Regions from separate parts of the Mus musculus genome. Here regions 2, 3, 4, 5, 6 and 7 are each linked to region 1. A link is a contact called in public Hi-C, HiChIP or PLAC-seq, capture Hi-C and promoter capture Hi-C data. All regions are on one chromosome and are shown on one strand. Each heading gives the region's core, a stretch centred on a gene start, on an enhancer-like site or on the middle of the called end of the contact. The rest is flanking DNA. Distances are from core to core; before and after follow the strand shown. Region 1 holds the start of Cyp1b1 (cytochrome P450, family 1, subfamily b, polypeptide 1). Region 2 holds the start of Hnrnpll (heterogeneous nuclear ribonucleoprotein L-like). Region 3 has its middle 24 kb from the start of Gm22215. Region 4 overlaps Galm (galactose mutarotase). Region 5 overlaps Galm (galactose mutarotase). Region 6 holds the start of Gemin6 (gem nuclear organelle associated protein 6). Region 7 overlaps Cdc42ep3 (CDC42 effector protein (Rho GTPase binding) 3).

Evidence for each region. Promoter capture Hi-C pulls out the DNA fragments that hold promoters and counts their contacts. Hi-C and Micro-C count contacts between places; a contact is called where the count stands out from the background. HiChIP or PLAC-seq counts read pairs in DNA pulled down with a chosen protein or histone mark. Capture Hi-C pulls out chosen DNA fragments and counts their contacts.
Region 2: a contact with region 1 is called in an H3K4me3 HiChIP or PLAC-seq map of embryonic stem cells, with 18 read pairs. The contact joins the promoter of Hnrnpll here to the promoter of Cyp1b1 in region 1. A contact is called at or near these places in 4 of 39 promoter capture datasets (the C10 cell line, neural stem cells and stem cell-derived epiblast-like cells), 1 of 484 Hi-C or Micro-C datasets (embryonic stem cells) and 8 of 115 datasets of contacts at active chromatin or transcription factors (craniofacial prominence, embryonic limb bud, embryonic stem cells and 2 more).
Region 3: a promoter capture Hi-C map of stem cell-derived epiblast-like cells shows a contact between it and region 1, with 5 times the contacts expected there. The contact joins the enhancer-like site here to the promoter of Cyp1b1 in region 1. A contact is called at or near these places in 10 of 39 promoter capture datasets (the C10 cell line, cranial neural crest, embryonic stem cells and 3 more), 3 of 15 datasets of contacts at CTCF or cohesin (the NIH/3T3 cell line, embryonic stem cells and large pre-B cells), 34 of 484 Hi-C or Micro-C datasets (the AML12 cell line, B cells, Sertoli cells and 16 more), 15 of 115 datasets of contacts at active chromatin or transcription factors (T-cell acute lymphoblastic leukemia, astrocytes, bone marrow-derived macrophages and 4 more) and 2 of 9 other capture datasets (embryonic stem cells and pancreatic islet).
Region 4: an H3K27ac HiChIP or PLAC-seq map of microglia shows a contact between it and region 1, with 7 times the contacts expected there. The contact joins the enhancer-like site here to the promoter of Cyp1b1 in region 1. A contact is called at or near these places in 4 of 39 promoter capture datasets (the C10 cell line, cranial neural crest and pre-B cells) and 4 of 115 datasets of contacts at active chromatin or transcription factors (embryonic stem cells and microglia).
Region 5: an H3K27ac HiChIP or PLAC-seq map of heart atrium shows a contact between it and region 1, with 4 times the contacts expected there. The contact joins the enhancer-like site here to the promoter of Cyp1b1 in region 1. A contact is called at or near these places in 7 of 39 promoter capture datasets (3T3-L1-derived adipocytes, the C10 cell line, cranial neural crest and 3 more), 1 of 15 datasets of contacts at CTCF or cohesin (large pre-B cells), 4 of 484 Hi-C or Micro-C datasets (B cells, muscle stem cells, nephron progenitors and 1 more) and 7 of 115 datasets of contacts at active chromatin or transcription factors (embryonic forebrain, embryonic stem cells, heart atrium and 1 more).
Region 6: a contact with region 1 is called in a capture Hi-C map of macrophages, with 2.7 times the contacts expected there. The contact joins the promoter of Gemin6 here to the promoter of Cyp1b1 in region 1. A contact is called at or near these places in 1 of 39 promoter capture datasets (cranial neural crest), 1 of 484 Hi-C or Micro-C datasets (embryonic stem cells), 1 of 115 datasets of contacts at active chromatin or transcription factors (embryonic stem cells) and 1 of 9 other capture datasets (macrophages).
Region 7: a Hi-C map of LSK cells shows a contact between it and region 1, with 4 times the contacts expected there. The contact joins the enhancer-like site here to the promoter of Cyp1b1 in region 1. A contact is called at or near these places in 2 of 39 promoter capture datasets (both in liver), 8 of 484 Hi-C or Micro-C datasets (LSK cells, embryonic stem cells and palatal mesenchyme) and 5 of 115 datasets of contacts at active chromatin or transcription factors (astrocytes, bone marrow-derived macrophages, embryonic stem cells and 1 more).

The regions. Positions count from the first base shown.
Region 1 is chr17:79,712,912-79,716,318 of GRCm38.p6, reverse strand. Cyp1b1 (cytochrome P450, family 1, subfamily b, polypeptide 1) reads left to right here and starts at 1,258. Exons shown (of 3, transcript NM_009994.2): 1 at 1,258-1,632; 2 at 2,007-3,050. The coding sequence starts at 2,008. RefSeq lists enhancers at 233-261, 374-403, 394-424, 187-455 and promoters at 187-1,385, 1-1,391.
Region 2 is chr17:80,060,816-80,064,239 of GRCm38.p6, reverse strand. It overlaps Hnrnpll (heterogeneous nuclear ribonucleoprotein L-like), which reads left to right and starts at 1,972. Exons shown (of 13, transcript NM_144802.4): 1 at 1,972-2,583. The coding sequence starts at 2,248. It overlaps 4933407O12Rik, which reads right to left and starts at 2,018. Exons shown (of 2, transcript XM_006525248.3): 1 at 1,668-2,018; 2 at 778-1,567. The coding sequence starts at 2,000. The coding sequence ends at 1,442.
Region 3 is chr17:80,007,724-80,011,383 of GRCm38.p6, reverse strand. No RefSeq gene overlaps it. Among named protein-coding and RNA genes, the nearest start is that of Gm22215, 24 kb to the left of the region's middle. Within about 2 kb of position 2,368, at least 44 of the 459 cell types and tissues checked have an H3K27ac peak or open chromatin away from gene starts, as enhancers often do. A contact at or near this core is called in bone marrow-derived macrophages, craniofacial prominence, differentiating embryonic stem cells and 4 more, where this site is marked.
Region 4 is chr17:80,138,451-80,142,007 of GRCm38.p6, reverse strand. The region is part of intron 2 of Galm (galactose mutarotase); the gene reads right to left. Among named protein-coding and RNA genes, the nearest start is that of Galm, 13 kb to the right of the region's middle. Within about 2 kb of position 2,042, at least 93 of the 459 cell types and tissues checked have an H3K27ac peak or open chromatin away from gene starts, as enhancers often do. A contact at or near this core is called in microglia, where this site is marked.
Region 5 is chr17:80,166,939-80,170,365 of GRCm38.p6, reverse strand. All of the region lies in intron 4 of Galm (galactose mutarotase), which reads right to left. Among named protein-coding and RNA genes, the nearest start is that of Gm51284, 26 kb to the left of the region's middle. Within about 2 kb of position 1,450, at least 159 of the 459 cell types and tissues checked have an H3K27ac peak or open chromatin away from gene starts, as enhancers often do. A contact at or near this core is called in heart atrium, muscle stem cells and nephron progenitors, where this site is marked.
Region 6 is chr17:80,222,869-80,226,556 of GRCm38.p6, reverse strand. Gemin6 (gem nuclear organelle associated protein 6) reads right to left here and starts at 2,106. Exons shown (of 3, transcript NM_026053.4): 1 at 1,887-2,106; 2 at 793-936. The coding sequence starts at 917.
Region 7 is chr17:79,346,650-79,350,226 of GRCm38.p6, reverse strand. All of the region lies in intron 1 of Cdc42ep3 (CDC42 effector protein (Rho GTPase binding) 3), which reads left to right. Among named protein-coding and RNA genes, the nearest start is that of Gm17315, 6.3 kb to the left of the region's middle. Within about 2 kb of position 2,141, at least 103 of the 459 cell types and tissues checked have an H3K27ac peak or open chromatin away from gene starts, as enhancers often do. A contact at or near this core is called in LSK cells and bone marrow-derived macrophages, where this site is marked.

The sequences.
Region 1 (3,407 bases), core at 9-2,508:
CCTCTTTCTTGGGTTGCCTTTTCCAGAGCCTAACAGAAACCTTGTTCTCTCAGGTGTTTTGCACGATACCTTGCATTGACCATAAACAAGAGCAGTTGCTTCCCAGGCCTTTTGACATCCTTGGCTTTCTCTTTGAAGAAAGCGTCCCCGAAGCTAGTTTGGGAAACAAGCTGAGTGAGTGGGGGTCGACCAGTTGGCTGCGATCGAGCATCCTCAGGGCAGGCCCTGCGGGCGGCAGCTGTGCGTGCGCCGCCAAGGGTGGTGGCGGCAGGCACCCCGCCCTTGGCCGCCGCCTCGGCGTGTCAGGTGTCGTGAGAAACGCGGGAGGGGCGGCCGCGAGCAGCGCCCAGGGAGATGACTGGAGCCGACTTCCCAGAAGCGGCGCACGCAAGGCACAGCTCCGCACGCAAGGGGGAGGCGACAGCAGAAACTTTTCAACCCAACCGTTTGTTGGCGTACAGAGCCGCCTCCTCCTCCCACTCACCGCCCCCTCTCGGGTCTGGCGCTCCAGGACTGTCTCTGGTGCCCAAGCTTGGATCACTGCCTGGGGCGACCTGAGCTGTCACGCGTGTCCAGCAGGTGGCAGAGTTCCTGTCGTTTCAACGCGGGAAGCCTTGCCTTCTGAGAGCTTTGTGTGCAGAAGGATGGTGCACGCCTTGGGGCGGGAGAACTTTAAAGGTTTCCAAATCTCAGAGGTAGAGATCTGTGCACACAAAGGGCCGCGGCCGTGGGGCCAAATGCTTTGTAAAACCTTAAGATAAAGATAAATGCAAGGCAAACCAAGCTGTCCTGATATTAAAATAGCAAGTTTCTTTTCCTGGCTCGGTGCCTAAGGATCATGAGCAAGGCACCAAACTCGAGTCACCTGGAGGAGGAGGGCGTGCTCCTGGTTGAGCTTTGCTCCAGCGCGCAGAGGCGTTGGAAATTCTGTCCCAAGCTCGGTTCTGAGGAAAGCGTGGGGGTCTTGACTGGGGGGTGGGGGGTGGGGAGGATGACTGACGACAAGCCCTTGTCGCCAAAGGAAAACTTTACAAGGCGGATCCTAACAAAGCTGCCAGCTATTGTTTCAGGAGGGTCCCAGCCAGAGGCGCGGATTTCCCACTGGACCACCCTGGGTCACTAAGCACGGATGTGAGACCCAACTCACAGATCTGTGGATTTTCGCAGTGCGTCCCGCCCCTCACGCCCCACCCCCTAAGGTCCCGCTTCCTCCAGTCTCTACCCAGTCCTTAAAACCCCGGAGTAGAGGGATGGCGCATCGCCTCTGGGGTGCGTTGCAGACACCTCTGCGACGCCAGCTTGAAAACTGCCAGCGGGCTGGGATTTAACTCCACTTTATCAACTCCCACCCCCGACCCTTCTCAACTGCAACCCCAACTCCGTGAGAAAGCCCTGACTTTGCGGGGTCCCAGGTGCAAACTTGAGACACTTTTGTCCCTGTCCTCCATCCTAATCTAAGTTTAGGCTCTGATTGAGTCAAGAGTAGGTGCTAAAGCAGCGGGCCTCAGGTGTCTAGGTCTCGGGGTCCCTGGGGACTCTCAGGTTGAAGCCTTGCCAGAATCTGGGCAGAGGCTCCAGAGCTTCTCCCAGATCCCGCTGCTCTACACCGCTGGAAACCACGCTTCATCGCAGGTCAGTCTGTCCGCGGAGCCACTTTCCTGAGGTCTCTTCAGGGCAGTTCTTGAAGGTCAGGGGTGGGGGTATTAGGTACTTTAAAAGAAACCTGCCTCAGTGTCTGCCACCCACCGGCATTGTGTCGGAATTCTGGGAACCGTTAGGCAGCTGGGGATTTGGAAGCCGATAGGTCTCTGCTGGAGGCTGAGTTGGGTAGGAAACATAGTTTTAAGCATCTTGCCCAGAAAGCTAGCCTTTACCTGAATTATGCACTGCCTCCTCTCTACTCAATCCCAGGGTAAAGCCCCATGCTGGGGCCGAGACGCGGGACGGAGGGCACTCTTTTTTTCCTTTGCACACCTGAGTTTCACGGTTTGCCTTTGTGTCCCCAGCATGGCCACCAGCCTTAGTGCAGACAGTCCACAGCAGCTGAGCTCGCTGTCTACCCAGCAGACCACTCTTCTGCTACTCTTCTCCGTCCTGGCCGCCGTGCACTTAGGCCAGTGGCTGCTGCGACAGTGGCAACGGAAACCGTGGTCCTCGCCCCCAGGTCCCTTTCCTTGGCCACTGATCGGAAACGCGGCGGCTGTTGGCCAGGCGTCGCACTTGTACTTCGCTCGCCTTGCAAGGCGCTATGGCGACGTTTTCCAGATCCGTCTGGGCAGCTGTCCCGTGGTGGTGCTGAATGGAGAGAGTGCCATCCACCAGGCCCTGGTGCAGCAGGGCAGCATCTTCGCGGACCGGCCGCCCTTCGCCTCTTTCCGTGTGGTGTCTGGTGGCCGCAGTCTGGCGTTCGGTCACTACTCTGAGCACTGGAAGACGCAGCGACGCTCGGCCTATAGCACGATGCGTGCTTTCTCCACGCGCCACCCGCGCAGTCGCGGTCTTCTCGAGGGCCACGCGCTGGCAGAGGCTCGAGAATTGGTGGCAGTGCTGGTGCGGCGCTGTGCGGGCGGCGCCTTCCTCGATCCAACGCAGCCGGTCATTGTGGCGGTGGCCAACGTCATGAGCGCTGTGTGCTTCGGCTGTCGGTACAACCACGACGATGCGGAGTTCCTAGAGCTGCTCAGCCACAATGAGGAGTTCGGGCGCACAGTGGGTGCGGGCAGCCTGGTGGATGTGCTGCCCTGGCTGCAGCTATTTCCCAACCCGGTGCGCACCACCTTCCGCAAGTTCGAGCAGCTCAACCGCAACTTCAGCAACTTCGTTCTGGACAAGTTCCTGAGGCACCGCGAAAGCCTGGTGCCCGGGGCTGCTCCTCGAGACATGACGGACGCCTTCATCCTCTCTGCCGAAAAGAAAGCGTCTGGGGCCCCTGGCGACGATTCCTCCGGGCTGGACTTGGAGGATGTGCCTGCCACTATTACGGACATCTTCGGAGCCAGCCAGGACACCCTTTCCACCGCGCTGCTGTGGCTGCTCATCCTCTTTACCAGGTAAAGCCTCCGGGAGGGCTGGGTCAGTCCTTCTTTTCCTCCTTTGAAAAAAGGAGTGCCTCTGGGCGCAGGGTTTGAGGTTTCGCGCTGCGTCGCCCCCCAACCCCCAATTCCTCGAAACTGAGATCTCAGGTAAGATAAGGCCGGGTTCAACTGGGCAGGCCAAGACATGTGCTCCCCCTCTATAAGTGTTGCCAGGACTTTCCAGCATCTCTGATGTTGCGCCCCACTCCCTATCCCCCCTTCCCCGTGATAGGGAACAAATGTATTAAGAGTCCTTCCCCACAAAAAAAAAAAAAAAAAAAAAAAAACCAACCAAACAAACAAGCAAACAAACAAACAAACAAACAAACAAGA
Region 2 (3,424 bases), core at 723-3,222, 350 kb before region 1:
ATCCAGGGGGAGGAGAGAGGAGTCCAGAGGTGGCTGCCCTCTTTGCTCCTGGGGAGAGGACAGCCGGGGATTGGACAAAAGGCAGGCACATAGAGGATTTCTTAGGAGGGTGGAGACTTCCAGAGTCAGGATTGGTAGGATTTCAAGTCTTGATCTTAGGGAGTTCAGGGATTGGCTGGTTTTCCTGCTCAGTGATTGGTGCTTTTTCCCCCCACCCACTTTGTTTTAACTGATGCCACCATTTTGACAGGTGCGGCCATCTTGACAGTCCCTGCAGAACACTGCTCAGTGACATGGTGACTATGAAGGTGTCAGAAGGGAGAGCATCGGATCCCTAGGAAGAGCACCGGGAAGCTCCTATGCTTCCCTGAGGGCTGCACCGCCTCTGCTGAGCCACCTCTCCAGCCCTAAACCTACGCCTTTTAGATCTTAGCTTTTAAAACTTTTGTACCTGAACTTTCTTGCACAGAAACTTTTGCACTGTCAATTTGTATGGAGCATCTGACTCAGACAAAAACTTTTGGGCAAAACTGGTGCAGTGTTTTTCTGACTGCGGATGCAGTTGCTCTCGCTCAGGACGTTTCCTTATCTGTCCCCAGCTCTGCAATTCCTTCTTTGATATTTCTTCGGTACACGTCAGTCTTATCTTAATTTTAAAGACATATTTCTAATTTTCAGTTCTGCAAGCGGCCTCTCTCTCTCTCTCACACACAGTGGTACAGTTTGCAGAAACGCTTAGATTCCTTAGGATTCTAAAATGACAAGCGACGCAAAGTATAAAGGAGAAAGCAACATATGTTAAAAGAACGATCACACATCTTTCTGGGGGAAGAAATGCCTTTGGGGGAAAAAAAACAGGCTAGAGGAGGGAACAACCCACAACTGGGAAAGGAAGAGGTTCAAAACAAGTGCGCAGAACGAATCTTAGTTTTCCAAGGCTTAAAGTAACAGGGCACTTAGGGCGCGGTGGGTTTCTTGCTAGCTAGACACCATAATTTCAACCCAGTAAGTTGGTCACTGAAATCCATTCGGGGGTGGATTGGGTTGGGGTGAACTGTACTGGAACTAGATTATAAAAATGAACACAGTACCTGCCCTTAAGCACGTCCAGTTTTGTTTTGTTTTAAAACAACACCTTTAGTTATTCAAAGGCCTTTTGCAAATAGAAACAGCTAAAAACCTTAAAACAGTCTTTAGGCTTCACAGAGGAAGTGAGTTGTGGGCTGGAAACGAACAGGATTGTGAGAGTTTCCTATTTTGGAAAATGAAGACGATCATTCAGAACAGTGAGAATAGGGGTTTTAGAGGAAGGTTGAGAATATGTAACTGCAGCAGGGACTTGGATAGGTATGTCTGCAGCAATAGGTCCGGTTTGCAGGTCACCTATGCCCTGCGCAGACCTGTGTGCATCATCTCGCTGGCTCGCCACAGTCAGTAACAGCTAACGGTTGTTCTGTTTAGTTAGTGGCGCAGAGTCCACGCGCTTTCGGGGGCTGTGTGTGGTTAGGTGCGCGGAGATTCTCCAGGTTTCCCTCATCTTTTTAAAGATTCTCCAGGTCTCCCTCATCTTTTTAAAATGAAGAAGAAAAGCATTCAAATTAGCGGGAAGGCGGTTAACACCCACAGCCCCGACTCTGCCGAACGCATCGCCGGCTCCTCACATTCACCCGGTATCTCAGCGGCGGCCAGGGCCTAACAGCGCTAACCGCCACGGGGCTGCAACCGCTGCGGAACCGCGCGCAGCGGGCGTTGCACGGTCCCGACCGGAGCCCAGCGAGAGTCCAGGCTGGGATTCTGACGAGCAGTTCTTCCAGCCAATTGGAAGCCAGATCGACTTTCGCTCTTCCAATAGGAGGCGGAAGTTCGGCAAGGGGGCGGAAACTCTCGGGCCCTGGATCCCATCCCGCCCGGCGGCAGTCAAGGCGGGGTGGAGGCTCCGCCTGAGCGGCGGGGAGCGGATCAGGGAGGAGGGAAGACCGGAAGCCACGGCCCGGCCCCATCCTTACTTTCGCGTCCCCCCCGGGGCTGGGAGCCGCGAAGCTGGCGGAGGGAGAGGCTGGAGGCTGGCTGAGAGATAAAGGGAAGCGTCCCCTCAGCCCGCGCTCCCTTCTCAGTCACGGGCTCCTGGAGCGCGCCGCGGAGGACGCCGGGCCAGCTCAGACCCGCGCCGAGGAGGCGCAGCCCGCGGCGGGGACCGATCAGCGACATCTGAGGCCCGTCTCCCGCGCCGTCTCCACCGCCGCCGCCATGTCCTCCTCCTCCTCCTCCTCCCCCAAGGAGGAGACGTACGAGGAGGACCGGGAGTTCGAGAGCCAGGCCAAGCGCCTCAAGACCGAGGAGGGAGAGATCGTCTACTCGGCCGAGGAGAGCGAGAATCGCCAGGAAGCGACGCCTCAGGCGGGGAGCGATAGCGACAGCGGCGGCGGCGACGGAGGCGACGGAGACGGAGGCAGCGGCGGCGGCGGCGACGGCGAGGAAGGCGAAGGTGGAGAAGAAGGCGACGAAGGCGACGGCGATGAGGGAGGGAGCGGCGGCGACGAAGGTGGCAGCGGCGGTGGCCCTCGGAGCATGCCCCTGTCCACGGTAACAAAGCGCGGCGCCGCGCCGCGTCCCTCCAGCAGGGCCCGGCGGCGGGGGTTCGGCCTGGCCGCCTTTGCCGCTGCGTGCACGCCGAGCGCGTAGCTGGCGACTCGGACTGATTCTTTCCTTTATTGCCCACGATCCCCGAATCCCGAATGCCGGCTTTGGGTGGGCTTGGGGTGCCGGGCCTCCCGGAGTCCGGGCCCTGAACTTGGGGAGGGTAGCGGGGTGGGGGCGGCGGGGGCGGGCGGGTGTCGCTTCCGCTCCGGGAGGCTGCGCCGCGCGCCCTCGGCGGGATCCGCTCTTTGTTAGTTGAGCAACTCCGGCTCCGAGGCTGTGCTGGGGACCCGGCCTCCCCGACCCGCATCATCCTCACGCTGGGCAACCATAACGGGAAGGCTCTCGTGGCCTCGTCTCCGTGGGAACCGCGATGCAATGACAAATTGCGCCCTCGTGCTCTCCCCGTAGTTTAGCCCTCGCTAGTTTAATATCTTTCTATAGAAAAGGCTTTGTGGGCATGGGGTTCATTCAGGCCAGGCAATGGCCAAGATAAGTTTTCTTGTTACAGAAATGAGTGGGCCGGTGATCTAAGTGTGTGTGTGTGTGTCTGTCCCTGCTGTCAAATAAAAGGCGTTCAGATGACGAGAGTTCTTCATTCATAATGTACTTCAAGTTTGTCCCCCACAGAAGGAAATGAATGCAGAGCTGTGGGAATTCAGTCACACATTCCTCGAGTCCTCCTTTATCAGAAACGTTTAGCTGGAGGCTGGAGGAATGTGGACAGCGCAACCCACAACTTCAGTTCCATGGAGACTTTAAGGAAACAAACCAATCCGAACGGTTT
Region 3 (3,660 bases), core at 1,119-3,618, 290 kb before region 1:
GGAGTCCTAGGGCCGGATAGGCAGCTCTTGCAGTCCAAAGCAGCTCCTGGCCCCTGTGGCACACCAGAGCCTGCTGGATCTGTTGTACACCAAGCTCAGAGTGAAAAAAAAAACAGACCAAAAAGAAGCCTTCAACTTAGAGTTACGTTAAAATTTTTATTTTCTGTGGTATTGAGCTTGGGGATGTAACTTGTGGCAGAATGACTGACATGCATAAAAGCTTGAGGTTCAAGCGTTTTGTTTTTGGTTTTTCGAGACAGGGTTTCTCTGTATAGCCCTGGCTGTCCTGGAACTCACTTTGTAGACCAGGCTGGCCTCGAACTCAGAAATCTGCCTGCCTCTGCCTCCCGAGTGCTGGGATTAAAGGCGTGCGCCACCACGCCCGGCGAGGTTCAAGCTTTAATAACATTCTCACACACACACACACACACACACACACCCAGCATACACACATACACCCAAACCACAGAGACATATACACACATATACTATACATACATACATATACATACACACAGTCACACACAATACACACACACACACACACCATGCATGCACATATACCCACATACACACACACTCACACACCATACACACAAATACACACATCATATACATACATACACACACACTCACAGAAAGATACACACACACACACACAAACATATACACACTCACATACAAGTTTGTTAGGCAAACTATTCTACCACTGTACCCCTAGCCCTAAGTTAATTGTGTGTGAGTGTGTGTGTGTGTGTGTGTGTGTGTGTGTGTGTGTGTGTTTTACGGAGGATAAGAAGCCTTGTAAGTCTCCTGCATCTGTGGCTGTGGAGCCTCTCCGAACCTTTTATCCATGCTTGCCCTTGGATTAGAAAGAATCCCTTTCCCTTTGAAGCTTCCATCTCAGGACTAGAGGACTCTATGGATCACCTCCCAATTCTTCAACTTTCTGGCAAAACGCACGAGTGTTTTTAAACAACTCCTGTGGGTGTCTAAACCCAAAGCTCCAAGCCGCAGGGATAGAGAACACCTTTCCCACTGTATTATAGACCTTCCCGCTGCCTTTCTATTCAAGGTTGCTATACAAAGGTTTGACTTCAAGGCCTGAAACGAGCGCTCCCAAGTGCTGCCGCATAGCGGACCAGACAGATGGGACAGTGTTTATGAGGTTGTCCTCCGTTACCTGACACCAGTCTCCACGGGAATTAGCAGAAAGCAACTCGAATTTCAGAGGACATATTTCTGTCTGAGGTCGAGCTCTCTTCTCTCTCCAAGGACCTGTACCACATCCTCCCACAAATAAGCCTTGTTATGTAATGACCTACACAGAAAGTACAGCTTCCCCGGGGATGCGCGGAGAACTGCGCAGCGCCTAAGGGGACAGCGAGGCTTCTAACAATTGAACAGGGCTCACTGCTGATCAGGAGCCAACCCCCCCCACCCCCACCCCCGTCTCTGCAGAGTGCTCTTTGGAACTGTTCTCTTCCTCCTTAGCTTTCCCTTGTGCATCTTGCAGTTTCTTCAATATTCAAGGTGGCCGCGCACAAAACCTACAGGCTCTCTCTCTGCCTCCTTTTGTCCTGGGCCTTTTACCCATAAACTCAGTGCTGCAGGTCGCCTCTTCATTCCATTCTCCTGGGACTGATCTTAGCTAGGGTTCTACTTCCAGTGCTTGTGTGCACCGCGCTATCTAATGTGGAAACGGACTCATTTAGTTATTTCCAAACCCGAGGAGAGAGGGCCAGAAGGGACCTCATGTTCCTTACCGAGGCCTCTGCATAGCGCCACATCCGTTCTCTGTAACTATGGATTCTGATATTGGGAACTTCCCATGAAAAGGGAGGTGGTTGGGGGGATAAGGAGTCATTAAGCACCTCAGATTATGTGTATTATACTGGACCAAAGTTCTCCATAAACTAAAACCGGAATTCGATGCTATCGTGCTCACAAACTCGAGCATTGGACTCTACATCCATGACTGAGACCAGTACTAAACTTGAGAATAAGTTCATGGACTACCTGAGGCCTGCTTAGTAATACTTCATGTTTTCTTTCGTTCCTCATTACACTAGCCATTGAAGAATGATATGTTTTAAGTATTTTATTTTGCTTTTAAAGACAAAGTCTTTCCACGCAATTCATAATGGCCCTGGAACTTGCTCTGTATGTAGTACAGGTTAGCCTCCTGCCTCAGCCTCAGCTCGGACTACAGATATGTGCCACACTCCCCCCTGCCCTCCGACTGAGTATGTGATAGTTTGAGAACTATTATGCTAGCTTTTTCTGTGGTATTAAACGCTGGCTCTCAGCCATTGAAACTCCAGTGTGTGTAACACTAACACCTGGCAAAGCGCCAACTTCCTAAATGCCTGCTGACAGTCATTTGCAAAGCATAGGAAGTGTTCTGTTGACTGTTAGAGTGAGGAGCTGGGAGACATAGGGCCTAGGTTTCTATTTTCAGCTCAGATACCAACGGAATAATAAACAACCACAGGGGGTTCCTTCCCTGAGGTCTTGAGACCAGGAATGAGGAAACATATAGAAACAAAGACGTTTCAAGTGCCCGACATTAATCCGCAGTCTTTCTGGAGAGCAGGGCTGTGATTTCTGGGTTTAGGGTTTTCACTAAGGTGAGAGGTGACAGGGCCTCCATTTCTTCATCTGTGAAATGCAGAGGTTGGCCTGGATGATCTCAAATGTCACTGGCCACTGGAGGATCAGGGACTTCAATCCTGACCTCTCTCCCAGGGTTTTGGCTTGTTCTTCCAGTTCTTCAGAGATCTGATTCTATTCTTCAGCCGGCAGCCTCAGTTTGGGCAGCCATTCTCTTTGATGTGTCTGAGGAGCTTGGGGAAAAAAACAGCAGGTCACAGAACATAGAACAGACAAAATCCGAGGCCACCTGTGGCAGAACCTTGGCAACCTTCCAGAGAAGAGGTGAGCATTTCAAAATCACATCTGTTATCAGGGAAAATTTACAATGTTTCAACTAAGCCCCATTGTGGGTTTTTACCTGCGAAAAGAGAAACAAAACCCAAACCATTCTTTTGAAGAAGACACTAGCTGACCTTCCATGCAGCATAGCATAGAGAAGAGGCTGCTCCAAGCTCCTGTCACTGTTGCTATTATTGTGTAAATATTGATCTTTATTATTTTAAAATTTGATCTTTATTATGTTTGAATTTAAAAAAAAAAGAAATAAAAGGAGAACATGACTGGAAATATAAGCTAGAAATAAAAGGAAATAAACAGCCAAAGGTAGAGACATCTGGCAAACTCCAGAGTGAACAGGCCATGCGAGGATAGGGGGAGGGGAAAAGGAGCAAGACGGGTGGCCTGCGGTAAGAGTCTGGCCAAGAGACTGGTGTAGCCAAAATGGCTGAGTTATATAGGTGCCAAAGGAACTATCCAGAGGGAAGCCGGGAGTTCGGGATAGAGGGACAGGTATGCTAGGCAGGAGGATACTATAACTATAACAGGTCGGGACCAAGGGATGCTGGGAGAACCTGGGGGCCAGCATCAGCTTTGAAGTGTGTTAATAAGTATGGTAGCTACTTGTGTGGGGTTTGAGCCTTAACAGTTTGTGTGTGTGTCTGTGTGTGTCTGTGTGTCTGTGTGTCTGTGTGAATGAATGCTGTGTGTCTGTGTGTGTGTGTGTGT
Region 4 (3,557 bases), core at 793-3,292, 420 kb before region 1:
TGCACACAGCCAGGACTGTACAGAGAAACCCTGTCTCACCACCACCCCCCCCAACAAAACAAAGGAACATATGTAGGCTCTAGGTTAAAGTTAGACTGGTTTCGAACTTGTAATCCCTTTACTGCTTCTCCCTCTTTCCTCCTGGCATGCATGACTTCAACTGACCAGACCAGGTCTGGTCTACTCAACTCCCAGAAGAGTCTGCTCTTCAGCAAAGTGCATTTGACAGGATTGGGAGCCTAGCAGGGATGAAGGCCCCACAGTGAAAGCCATCACATTGAGAACAAATCCACTGAGAGTAGATGGATGATACCTTAATTAACTGGCAGAAATGATAAACTTTCAAAGCATCCAAAGACAGAAAATCTAGGGGTTGGAGAGTTAGCTCAGTGGTTAAGAACACTTGTTGCTCTTGCAGAGGACCCACGTTCAATTCTCAGCACCCACATCCTGGATACAACCATCTGTAATTCCAGTCCTGGGAAATTACAAGATGCCCTCTTCTAGGCACGCAGGGCACAGATACACATGCAGGCTAAATACTCATGCACATTAAATAATAAAATGAATAAATCTAAAGCAAGAACAAAAAGGAGCCCAGGGGAGCCACAAGCCAGCTTTGTGGGCAGCAGCATAACCGGAGTTCCACTCCTGGAACCCAGGGCAGAATCAGAGAATGGATTTCTAAAAGCTGACCTACGACTTCCACATGTACAGCATACACAGACACACAGACACACACAGGTGTGCACATGTATGTGTACATGAGAGCACACAGAATCATATAGACAGACACACGTAAGCAGACACAGATATATACATGAACACACACCCAAAGATACATAGAGATACATACAACACTAATGAATACAAATTTTAAAATATTAAGGAAGCCTGTTTCATGTGTAACCTTAGGGGAAAAAAAATCAAAAGAAAAGAAGAAAAATCATCAAATGGAAAATTTCAACAATTAAATGCTTGAAATAAAACGTTATTGCCTTGCCACCTACATTTTTGACCTTTACAGAAGGAACACAGTGGAAAGATTTTTTATCATCCTTAGCTAAGTGCAATTCCTATCCACAGAACCAGTTTCCTGACCCAAAGTTTCCAATTTTCCAGAAATTTCATATCTTTAGTCTTTCTTGTACTATTTCTAGTCCTGTCAGGACTCAATTTTCATTTTTTTTTTTAAAGTGTTGCTATAATAGAAAAAGCACATTATCTCCAAACTAAATTATTCATTGATTGTTGCAATCCAATAGGGTGAAGCATCACGGTCAATGCTGCTGCTTGTGCCACTGCAGTAAACTTCCTGCCCCAAACTCCAGTGGCTCCACAGAAGCCAAGCCTTGCCCTTCACAGTCATCTCTTGGGCATCCACAGATGGACAGACGCTACCTGCTCTTCAGGAGCTCAAATCCCACCAACCCTGTTGCTCACACTCCCTTCCTACAGCACACTGTTCACATCTGTGCTTCTCTGTTATGTAAGGGGCCATCCATGGATCCCTAGGAGTCCAAGCCTGTTAGTCTTGCTGGTGCGCAAAGAGACTCACACCACTAAAGGGCACTGCTAAGACTGGAATGTGCTGCCCCAAACTCTCATCTGTTGGAAACTTGATTCTCAAATTCATTGTATGGGTATTTAAGGCAGAGCACCTGACGGACAGCTAGGATTAGATGAGGTTGTGATAGTTAGCACAGCCCCCACCCCCCGCCCCCCCCACGGTGGTTTTGGTGGTTTTGAAATAAGAGGAAGAAAGACCTGAGCCGGCACAATGATTCTAAGATGTCTTCTCCACCTTAGGATAAAGCGAAGTGTACATCTGAAACAAAGCCAGAAGCTGGTGTCCTGCCCTTGAACTTCCAGCCTCTAGAAATGGGGGCTAACTTAGACCTTTGTTTTAACAAAAGTCACCTGCTCTGTGTATTCAGTTGTACCGATATAAAATGTACTGAGGCAGGGTTTTAAGGGATGTGCCTCAGACGGCTGAGTGACTACCTAGCTAGCATGCAGGAAGCTCTGGTTCAGTCCCCACTACCACATAAAACGGGTGATTCCTGGACTAGAGAGCTGGCTCAGCAGCTGAGAGCGCTGGCTGCTCTTGCATAGGAGCTGACTTTGGTTTCTAGTACCTACATCTTGTAGCTCACAACTGCCTGTAACTGTAGCTCCAGGGACCTAACACCCTCTCTGGCCTCCCTTAGGCACCTCCCCCTATACACACACACATACACACACATACACACACACACACACACACACACACTGAACACACACACAAACACACAAATACATAATAAAAAAATCTTTAAAACAAAACAAAACAAAACAAAACAAACTGGGCTGGAGAGATGGCTCAGCAGTTAAGAGCACTGGCTGCTCTTCCAGAGGTCCTGAGTTCAAATCCCAGCAACCACATGGTGCCTCACAACCATCTGTAATGAGATTGGATGCCCTCTTTTGGTGTGTCTGAAGATAGCTACAGTGTACTTACATAAAATAAATAAATACATCTTAAAACACACACACACACACACACACACACACACACACACACACACACACACACTAGCAATTCCGGCAAGGGAGAGCTAGAGAGAGGACAATCAAAAACTCAAGATTATTCTCAGCCACTTAGTAGCCAGGTCAAGGCCAGCACGGGGCACATGAGATCCTGTCATGAAAAGACGATGTATGGAGACAGATCTTTTTGTCTGTGTTAGGAATACGTGCTAGTAAACACCACAGAAGGAGGAACAAGCTACTTCACGTTGCTGTTTTCAGGCTCCTCTGAAGATTCCTGTCCCAAGGAAGTCTGGGTCCAACTTCTCCTGGGTTGAGGTTTGTTCGCGGACCTGGAACATTCTAGAGATCTTCAGCCCTAATGCTGGCAGAGCTGACATTCCTCTCTCCCTTCTGCTCTTCCCAACTGTGTGATCCGGTTCTGGGTCATAGACAGGAAGCTGGTAACAGGAGCGGGAAACAGAGCGTCCAACTTCCTTCAACAGAAGAGGTAGTGGCCGGAGGCAAGAGAAGAAGCATGGCTTGCGGTGGCTTTTGGCTGCCGCCCAGATTCTCATCTTCTCTGGCTAGAGCCTAGGAAGTAACCTAAGCCCAAATTCCTCTGAAGTTTTCTCCCTCAGAGCTCAGAATGAGACAGCTCAGAGCCGCTGAGCAGATACACAGCGGGACTGAGAAGCAGGAGGCGGGGATCTGTCCATCCCAGAGGATCTACCTGATCCACTTACTTTCCTGACCTTGTTTCCCAGAGATTTGCTTAGATAATGGGAGTGTTTGTCTAGAAATGGGAACCTGGAGACAACCTGACCTAACTTTGAGGAACAAAGCAATTCGGTGGGAGGGTACACGCTAAGTGTTGAACACGCTATGCATGGGGGAGGGGACTGAGGACAGATACCAGGAGGACTGGAGGACATGAATACTTACCGTGGAGGTGGGAATGAGGGCTTGGGGCCAGGCAGACAGGCCTGGCTATCCCTCTAGGAGATGTCTCGCTTAGGGGTGGGGGTGGGGCTCAGCATTTTCATTTG
Region 5 (3,427 bases), core at 201-2,700, 450 kb before region 1:
GTCTTTAACTCAGGAGGCAGAGGCAAGAGGATCTCTGAATTCCAGGCCGAGGTTATACAGAGAACCCCTGTCTGGAAAAAAAAAAAAAGAAAGTATATATTTTTATATCCACCTCAGGCCTGCAATTTTATTTTTGAAACAGTCTAATAATTGAATTTTATTTTTCTGTGTACAGGTATCTCTTGCCTGTCTGTTTGTCTGTGTACCACGTGTGTGCCTCCTGAGTTCTCAGCTTCCTCAAATGAAGCACCCGGTGATACTTATTTGAAAGGGTTGTTCAGGGGTTAGGAAGCACTCAGCTGGTAGACTAGTCATCTAGCCTGGGGTATATGAGACAGCTTCAAAATAAGTAAGCAAAGAAAACAACAGCCAGGATGTGGTATAGCGTATCTGTGATACCAGCGTGCCAGGCATATACATATTTAACCTCACACTCGGGGATGGGGGGTCGGGGTAGAGACAGGCAGATCTCTTCAAGTTTGGGGCCAGCCTGGTTTTGTTTTTTAAGACAGAGTCTCCCTGTGTGGCTCTGGCTGTCCTGGAACTTGCTCTGTAGACCAGGTTAGCCTTAGACTCAGATCTATTTGCTTCTGCCTCCTGATTAAAGTCCTTTGCCACCGTCACCCTGCATAGGCCAGCTTGGTTTAAGTAGCATGTTCAAGGCCAGTTGGAACTATACAATAAGACTCTCTCCAGAACCAAATTTAAATAAATATTAAAAAAAGAAAAAAAAGCCAGGCGGTAGTGGTGTAAACACTTACTCCCAGCTACACTTACTCGGGAGGCAGAGGTGGATCTCTTGAGTTCAAGGCCATCCTGGTCCACAGATTGAGTTCCAGGACAGCCAGGGCTAAAACAGAGAAACCCTGTCTTGAGAAACCAAAAGGAAGAAAAATGAAAAGCCTTTTCAATACTTTGACCCGGTGGACAATGAGCAAGGTGATATCCTTCCCCAGGGACACCCAGCTGCTGCTGAGCTCTGGGATCCAGATGTGATGCCTTCCAGCTGTGACACCCCAGGATTACTGGGGTGTGAGACAAAAGCAGCGAAGCTGGGTGTCGACTTGCGGAATACTCTGTGATATTGGGTTATTTTTTTCTTCTTTCTTTTAAAACTTTTAATTTTGAGACAGCGTCTCATATCGCCCAGGCTGCCCTTGAGCTTGTACAGCTGAGAAGGCTGACCTTTTCTAAGCCTGCCTCTACCACCTGTGCTGAGGTCATGGGTGTGGCCACCACGATTGGTTTTATGCAGTACCGAGGATGGCCCAGAGACCTCATTCATGCTCTGTGGCATTCAACCAACTGAGCTTCATCCCCACCCATTTGTGTCTTAATAGAACTTTCAGCTAGCCTGATTTAAGGAAACCGCTGGCTGAAAGCCATTAGCTGAAGACTGACTTGAGGAACACACGTTTAGTGATGGAGCCCACGAATGGCGTGCTAGAGGGAGGAGGGAGAACACAGGGAGCTACTGTCCACTGGAGACCATAGAGGAGCTGGGGAGAGCAACAGAAGGGGAGAAATGGTGCCAAAATGAGAAAGCAACATACGCTCCTGCAGGCTAGCTGGAGCTTTGTTGATAGCTGCTTGGAAGGAGACTCAAGGACCACCAGCAGCAGCAGAACATGCCTCACCTACGGGCTTGTGAGAATCACGGACCCAGTAGCTCAATCAGAGAATGCGGAGGCAGAATCTGTATTTAACGACCTCCCCAGTGATTGGTATGCACAGACCTGAGCACTGAGGCGCTGCTACACAACGGGAAAAAAAAAGATAGAGGGAAGAAAAGCTGGCAACAGGAAGCACTCCCGAGCAGAATTCTGGTCTCCATGGGGACGGCCCAGCTGTGCTTACAGCCCAGCTGCTCCAATTACGTCTGTCTCTTTAGCTAGTCAGGTTGGGAATAGCCAGAAAGATTTGCATGAGGAGGCCTGCAGTAATGGGGCTCCTGGGCACAGGTATTCGTCTGATATCTAATTAAGCCATCTTGGTTAAGTCATCTCCTGAATGGCAGTTATTATTTTAGGAAGCGACATAAAGAGGATGATAATGAAAGGTGACACCCTGGGTGGGAATTCTTACTTCATTCCAGCAGCCAACAAGGAAAAGCACCTTGGGACTTTCCTGTAGAGGTAGCATTTTGGAAACATTTCACAGACCCCTCGGTCTCAGCACTCCTCTGCACTTTTCCTCTGCTGTCTGGTTGTGTTGATGATGTCATTCCGATACCATGTGGGTGGGTCCCGCTCTCCCCAATCTCTTTCTCACTCCACTGAGGGCTTTCTGATTTTTTTGACTCTGACTCAAAGGAAGGAGGGTGTCGCTTCCAGATATGACGTGACATCCACAGCAGGAAGAGCTGAGCTGAGCCGCAGGTCACTTTCAGATGAGAGGGCAATTCTTCATGGTTAACCCACATAAGGCATTTCCTGACAGTGTTTTTCCATCTTAGATGGCCATCAGCACTGAACACAGGGATTTGCCATTAGTTAAGAAGTTCACTCTGCCGTGGCTCTCTGCCCAGCTGTGGCCTTCATGCCTTCTGGCTGTACCGCAGGTGTGAGGTTCCAGATAGGTCTGATCTTCTCCAGAGACCGCCAGGTCCCTGGTGTCACCGTATTTTCTTACTATGTATCCTACCATCCTTCACATCCTTTGATACTTATGAAAGACCCATTGTCTACAGCCTAAGCTACTGGCTTAGTGACCTTTCTTGACCTGTCTAACACTCTGACCTCCTGCCCTTGGATCTGACAGAAACCCTAACTGTGGGCCAATCCACGTTCTTTGTCCAGACTTCTGAAAGAACCAGGAGAAAATTCACAGACTGAGGCTATTCACATTCATCATTTGGATTCCCCAAGTTCTCCCACAACCATTTCAGTTCTCAAGTCAGTTTCCCTCTCCCTTAAAACCTTTCTACCTTGAGTGGTACCCAACCTCTCCGTGACACCCTCTCCCCTCTTCCCTGCCTCTTCCCTTTCTCATAAGCTGTTGAGGATAGACAGACCCCACCCCCAGCCCCCAGGCCTCAAGGATTCTGTGTTCAAGTTACCTTAGCTGATAACAGCTCACAGGCCCACACTCTCTGACACAAACTGGCTTCTGCCCTGATCACGCTATCAGGTGGGGTTAGCTGGGACAGATTCTCCTCTGCTCTCTGCCTGGCCATCTTCCCACCACCGTCCAGCCCATCTTGGTTTTTTGAGACAGGGTCTCTCACTGATCTGCAGTTTGCAGATTTGTCTAGGCTGGCTGACCAGAGAGCTCCAGGGAGCCCACTGTCTCTACCTCCTAAGTGTGGGGTCTATAGGCATGTTCTACTAACACCCAGTTTGTATGTGGGTTCTGGGGCTGGAACTCAGGTCAATAAGCATTCAATTGAACTAACTCTCCAGCCCCAGCCACCTGATTTTACCTCCTA
Region 6 (3,688 bases), core at 857-3,356, 510 kb before region 1:
GTAATGGGATCCAATGCTCCCTTCTGGTGTGTCTGAAGAGAACAAAAGTGTACTCATATAAATACATAATTAAAACTTAAAAAAAAAATACTTAGTAGCCGGGTGTGGTGGCCCACGCCCTTAATCCCAGCACTTGGGAGGCAGAGGCAGGCGAATTTCTGAGTTCCAGGACAGCCAGGACTACACAGAAACCCTGTCTCAAAAAACAAACAAACAAACAAACAAACAAACTACTTAGTACTTCAATAAATATAAAATTTTCCAATAAACAGCATGGGCATTTTTCCCCTTGACATCTATGTACCTTCAGTCCTTTTTTTTTTTTTTTTTTTACCTTTTGAGACAAGTCCTGACAATTGGATATGGTGGAGATAAGAGGATCAGGGATTCGTGTTTATCCTCAGCTACATAATGAATTTGAGGCCAGTCTGAGTTATATGAGACTTATTTTAAAAAAATAAATAAAGTTGGGTGTGGTGTCCTAGCATTCAGAAGTAGAAGTAGATGAATCAGAAGTTTAATATCATCTTCAACTATATAGCCAAATAAGGCCAACCTTGGCTACAGGAGACCCTCTGGAAGGAGAATTAGAAGAGGGGAGAATTTCTCTTTTCTATTCCTATAACTATGTTTAGTTTGCTACAGCATCCCATAGTTAAAACAGCAGCAGTTAGGCTCAAAAGCAATTATTATGTGTGAATGACCAGTCTTTGATTGATCTGCCTTCTCAGCTTGGATATCCGGGGCCAGTACATAGGATTGTCATTTCACAAAATTAAGTTGCATACTCACTTGGCAGAGACTGGATCTGTGGTTAGAAGCCATCCTTTATACTCCTTCTCACAGGCTATCACTCTCACTTCTTTATAAACGTAATCTTCCCATTCTAAGGGGCTTTTCTTCATCCATTCGCTCATGGTTACCAGTTGCCCAGATCTAGAACCATTATCAATTTGGGTTAATCACTATGGATATTCCACACAAGCAAATGTCTTTTTTTAAAAATATTTTTAAAGATTCATTTATTTATTATATGTAAGTACACTGTAGCTGTCTTCAGACAATCCAGAAGAGGGAGTCAGATCTTTTTACGGATGGTTGTGAGCCACCATGTGGTTGCTGGGATTTGAACTCTGAACCTTTGGAATAGCAGTCAGTGCTCTTACCCACTGAGCCATCTCACCAGCCCAAGCAAATGTCTTAATGATCGCCATTCTGTAGGCAGTCTGTAATTTGCCTGAAAATAACGAGTTTCTTAATGCAAGTAAGCACTGATACATAGAGCCAGTCTTAACTCACACCTACAGTCCCTACCTACTAGTAGTGCTGAGACCAGCCTGGTAACATAGTGTGCCGTCTCAGATCTCAGAAGAACAAGCAAAACGCCCATCTGGGGTATAAGAAACTGATACTATCTTTGGAGAATTCTTGAGAATGTTTTGTTTAGTATATCTGGGAAGGGGTATTTATAATTCAGACTGATGGTAATAGTGAATGGCCACAGGTACAATTCTTAAAACTCCTGTGGCATGTCTAGTCCCACCCTCTGCTCCCAATTCCGGATACCGCTTTCAACCTGGCTTTGAACCTGGCCCGTAGATAACTCAAACTCTTCGGGGCTGGAGAGATGGCTCAGCGGTTAAGAGCACCGACTGGGAGGTCAATTCCCAGCAACCACATGGTAGCTCAAAACCATCGGTAATGGAATCCGATGTCCTCTTCTGGTGTGTCTGAAGAAAGCAGTGGTGTGCTCATATACAATAAAGAAATCTTTTTTAGAAAAAAGAAGAAGCAGCCACTTCCGTTCCGCTTTCCTTAGATAAAAGGATTTCGCCCTAAACCCCTGACAGACATAACTGATGCGGAGTTCTCGGATTCCCACCTACTCTTTCTAGATGACTCTCCACGGGCTTTGCGCCAATTTTCTCGTAAAGCGCTGAGGACCCGTTAGCGAAGCTCTAGAGCTCCAACACCAGGTCCTGTCCAGAGGCCGCCATACCCAGAACTCTGCACGACTCAGGGAAACGCCGCAGAGACCCTGGCTATATTTCTACTTAGCTCACACGCCGCCGAGCGGGCTTGAGTCGGCCCGCCTGAGCCCAGCATGCTTTGCTCCTGACGTCATTTCCTTCCCCCAGAATCCTCCATCCTGTAGTCCTTTGCCTCCGTTCTTGCACTGCAGGTTGTGTCCAAGGGAACTTGAGTTCTCCTGGCCACCGTGAACGTCTCAAGAAATCTTTGTAAGAGGAAAATGTTCGTACCTCAAAGCTTTTTAAGTGGGGTATGAAAATGCGATTTTGCCCTGAATTCAACACAAAGCTCTCTGGGTAAACCTTAAGGCTCTAAAAGCCGAGGTGAATGGCATGAATTCTGGTCTAGCTCGTTTTGGAGCCGGTTAAAATGCGTGCACCTTTGGGGACGTGTTCTCAGTAAATCTCAAGAACAGTGGTGAAGTTGGGAAGATCAGCACTGGATTTTTTTTTTTTTTTTTTTTTCGAGACAGGGTTTCTCTGTGTAGCCCTAGCTGTCCTGGAACTCACTCTGTAGACTTCGCCTGCCTCTGCCTCCCAAGCAGCACTGGATTATGTTGTTTCTGCTTCAGATTTCTGGGCACGTAGCTGACTGGGCTCTGACATACTGCAGAATCTTCGAGACTGTGATACTGAAAAGTGGTGCAAGGCAGTAAATGCTAAGATTCTGCCTATACTGAAAAGAGAAAAAAACAACCCTCTCCCCCGCCAAGACAACAACTACAACAAAAAAACCCACCAAGGGCGATGAACAAAAACTGAGCTATAAAATTGTCAAGCCAGAGGTGGGCGTGGTGGCGCACGCCTTTAATCCCAGCACTCGGGAGGCAGAGGCAGGCGAATTTCTGAGTTCGAGGCCAGCCTGGTCTATAAAGTGAGTTCCAGGACAGCCTGAGCTACACAGAGAAACCCTGTCTCAAAAAAAAAAAAAAAAAAAAAAAAAAGATTGTCAAGCCAAGCAGCAGAAACATTAAATATGAATCGGTTTTTTAAAATTACTACTTGAAATTCCATATCAAATAATCCTTCCCAAAACCTTCATTTATTGAATGATTGACTTCATATTAATGAGATTTCATGGATTAAGTTAGAGTTTATCAGTTAAAACCCTCTATAAAGCTACAAGAGCTAATGTAAATTCCAAGTTATTAAGAGTGTGGGAGAAAATGTTTGACCTTTAAAACTACAGAATAAAAATCTACAACTGATTTGTGACAACTGTTCAGTTGCATTTTAAGTTTCATTCTTTACTGCAAACCTGTTTGGCTTATGTTTTCTTCCCCTTTTGAAACAAGGACATGTCCCTACTCTGTCCAAATTATCAGAAATTTAAGTTGCATTTGGGCCACATGTGGTGCATAGGACTTTAATCCAAGCTTGTGGAAAGCAGAGGTAGGCAGGGAGTTTGGGATCAATTAGTCTACATAGTGAGTTCTAGGCCAGCCCTGCTACAAAAAAAAAAAAAAAAAAAAAATTAAAAAAATTTAAAAATCAGTTGCAACTAGATACAAGATATTTAAACTATTCTAGCTTTTTTTTTTTTTTTTTAAATTCGAGACAGGGTTTCTCTGTGTAGCCCTGGCTGTCCTGGAACTCACTCTGTAGACCAGGCTGGCCTCGAACTCAGAAATCTGCCTGCCTCTGCCTTCCAAGTGCTG
Region 7 (3,577 bases), core at 892-3,391, 370 kb after region 1:
GTGTTTTGCAAGCTGCATGTTTCAGAAAGTTAGAACCGGCCTTCTAGCCTTTGGTTCTTAAGCAGTATTAAGTGGTCATATCCTGTAGTGACCCCATGGGATTGACACATAAAGCATTCCTGAAGACTCAGAAAGACCAGGAAAGCGAACTACAGGAAGCCAGTTTGTGACGTGCTGACCCTCTTCCTGCACAGCTTTGCAGAGTACCCACTATACCAGTGGCAGTGACTCCCTGTGGGCAAGGCTTCTACTGTGTCTCAGAGCGGTTCGCCCTCACAATGGCTGCAGGACTTCTCCGGTAGAAAACTCACTCTCGGGAGTACCAAGCCACAGTTGCACAGATGACAACTGTGTGTGTTGTGCGTGTGCCTTGTAGGCTGCTGAGCAGGAAGAGCAAACCAGGAAGATGCTGGCAATCAGAAGTGGTGGTTCTGCTTGGAAGCAGGCAGAGGGAGCACAGACTGGATCTGAAAACAGAGGTTGGCAGCTTGGTGAGCATCCATACGGTGTGATTCCGGCCTCTGGAAGCCTGTTTGTCATCTCTAACAGGATCTGGTGTTTCATGAGTGCAGATCATCTCTAGCTCTAGATTTCAATAAGCCAGTATCCATGTGACTTATCAGCATTAGCCTATCCTGCTAATAAAGAGGGGCCTTGGGCTGGAAAACAGCCATGTAGTTCTCTAAGGAGCCAGCGCAGGCTGGAAGGCAGAAACTTCAAAGACAGGCTTCTGTTTGGACAGCTTACACATTTGGGAATCTGTCTTGTTCTGGTGACATCCTGAAGGTCATATTTAGAGACACATGGCTCCCTTTGGGCAGGCTAAACTGCATGTGGTATTCTCACGTTTAGTCTTCAGAATGAAATGTCTTCTAGTCATGCTGAGTCGGGGTGTAATGGTAAGATGAGTTTCATACTCGAGCTGGTGGCTTTTATCCCAGGATCCTTCATGAAGGACTCCTTAATCCAGTGGCTCACCTGCGGAGAGGTGATCGCTGCCACCAGCCTGCTGGGGAACACACAGCACATTCAGTTGGGTCTCAGTTGTTGTGTAAGGAGTCCAAACAGGGATTGCTTCGTGCTCAGTTTTGTCTTAGGCAGGAAGTTTGACTCTTGGAGCCGCATCATTTGGAAGACTTTACACGTTAGTTAAAACAATCAATTAGGTATCCAGATCCTAAAGTCTAAAAGAAATAAAGTTGGAAGAAACTTCTGTGACGGCTATTTTTGGTGGTCATCCTGACTGTATCTGGAATTAACCTAAAACTCAAGCTGCTGGGTACACCTGCAACAAATTTGCATCATTAGAACTGGGAAGACCAATTTCTAATGCAGATCTCGAGAGGTGAGAAGGTACACCTTTAATCTGGGGCTCCCCTTCTGGTGGCAATCTGTAAAAAGGACTTGGAAGGAGGAGGACTGCTCTCTTTGTCCTCTTGCCATCACTGGCATGGGAGCCTACTTCTTCAGGAGTCTGGCTTCTACTGAAGACCAGCTGAGACATCAGCCCTGTGCACTGAACAACTACTACTGGACTGATTCTCGGACCTTCCATTGGTAGACAGTGTTGTTGGACTAGCTAGATCACAGCTTGTAAACAATTCCAATAAATCCCTATGTTAGTCCTTCTATATGTGCTGTTCCTCTAGAGAACTAATGCAGCTTCCGAGTGTGAGTTTCTAAAGCCTGCCTGATGCATCACTGCTCTTTCCAAGTCACTATTACTAACCTCTGCCTCTCCCTGGGGTTGGGGCTCATGGCCTACCAGCCATTCGCCAGGCACTTCATGCCTCAAAAAGATGCCCATAATTCTATTTAGAGTTTGCAGAGCAGGAAACTCAAGTCTCAAGAGGAAGTCACTGGCACCGATTAGCACTGTCACACCAGGAAGGGGAACAGAAATGCTAAGGCTGGGAGAAAGTATTTAGATGAACACCGGCTTCTAGAGCACCTTATAACATGGGGTCTCCAGACAAGTTCCAACCCAGCAGGAGATGGAAAGGGGTCTGGCTGGGGTCCGTGCAGGGAGCCGTCAGGGGCTTTAGCTTTCTCTGTCACCACTTCAGCTCACAAGTAAGCTTGTGGTAAGCTAAGATGCCCAGGTCTGTTTTTATAAGAGCTGCCAGCCACATCCTGCCTTCTTCTGCACTTATGTGATTATGTAACGAGCTTTAACCCAATTGCAGGACTTCCTACTTATTCATCTGATTCTTGTTGACTTCATCCTGCTGCTATTCAAGTCCTACAAGGCAGTTCTATACTCTGGCCTGTCACTGGCACATGGAGGGGTCCCTGTGGGTCCCCTGCTATCTAGAGAGAAGTACAGCTGCTATAGCCTTCAAGTCATTGTGCTATCATCAGGGCCAGAGACATACCTCATCTTCCCACCTAGCAGCTCTCTCCAAAGAAGCAAAGGAGTCAAGGTGCTGAGGAGACAGACTAGGACCTGCTTGGCCACATTTCTTGAATGCAAAGATCTCAATATTACTAAAAATAGATGCAACAGTCAGTAAGGAGTATTATCCTCATTTTGAAAATAATTTAGACTGTGTGTGTGTTTAAACTATTCTATAGTTTTTCAAAGGCTCTGCACAGTGACCAGAAGGAGACAAGTATTTGCTGGGCCTTAGGACATTCCATCCTCTGTAAGCCTTGAGAAGGCTGTTCTCAAATGAAGTGGAGTCCTCTCTTGTGGCTGTTACAGGCCCCACCCGGGGCTTCCCTTTGCTATAGGATGCCCTTTGTGGTTTCCTGATATTTCCTCATATGCTTTTAGGTCACATGAGCCAAATTCTCCTGAACTTACTTCCACTTGAAAGGAGTGGTCAGCAGAGCGGGCTCATTGCTTCTCTAGAATCTCACTCTAAGTTGAACTTGAACTTGAATGTAATCAGGAGATTACATTGAATGGCCCAAGGCGGTCGTAACCCTCTGATATGATACTGGTTAGCACTTTGCAGGCACGGGTAGAAGCTGTTTCCCCTTTAAATAACATTCACAAATATATGCTCTCTTTAGTTCCTTCTATGAGTAAAATAATTAATTCTCATAGATGACGGCCTAATCGGGGTGGGGGTGACATGCAAGGAAGCAGTAACTACAATTCGGTGTGATGGTTAGTGGATGTCAGATGCACACATGATGCTAAGGAATTCCAGAGGCCTTGGCAACAGGGAAGAGCTACAGCTGTAGGGCTGGGCAGCCCCTCGGTTTGCCTGTGTGGTCCTGTGCAGTCCTATCCCCAGGCTGTAAGGGTGGGCCTGCCTCTTAAGGGTTTTAAGATTATGGGTGGATTCTAGGTAAGAAGAGAAAGAGGAGAGGCAAATGCACGCACAACACGGCAATTGTGGGGGCGAATGAGGAGAGATTCAGTGATAGGGTTTTAGACTTGACAGGAGAATGAAGCCAGGGAGAGGTTAAAATGATAGCTGGGTTTGGCCATTTACAAAGAAAGAGAAGAAAGCACAGAAGGCCCTCACCATGGCTAGTCAGAGGGAGGAAAGATGGAGTTTCCCAGGAAAGCAAAGTCGGGAACCCCAGAATGCAGGAAAGAAACACAGTGCTTCACACTCTCTGA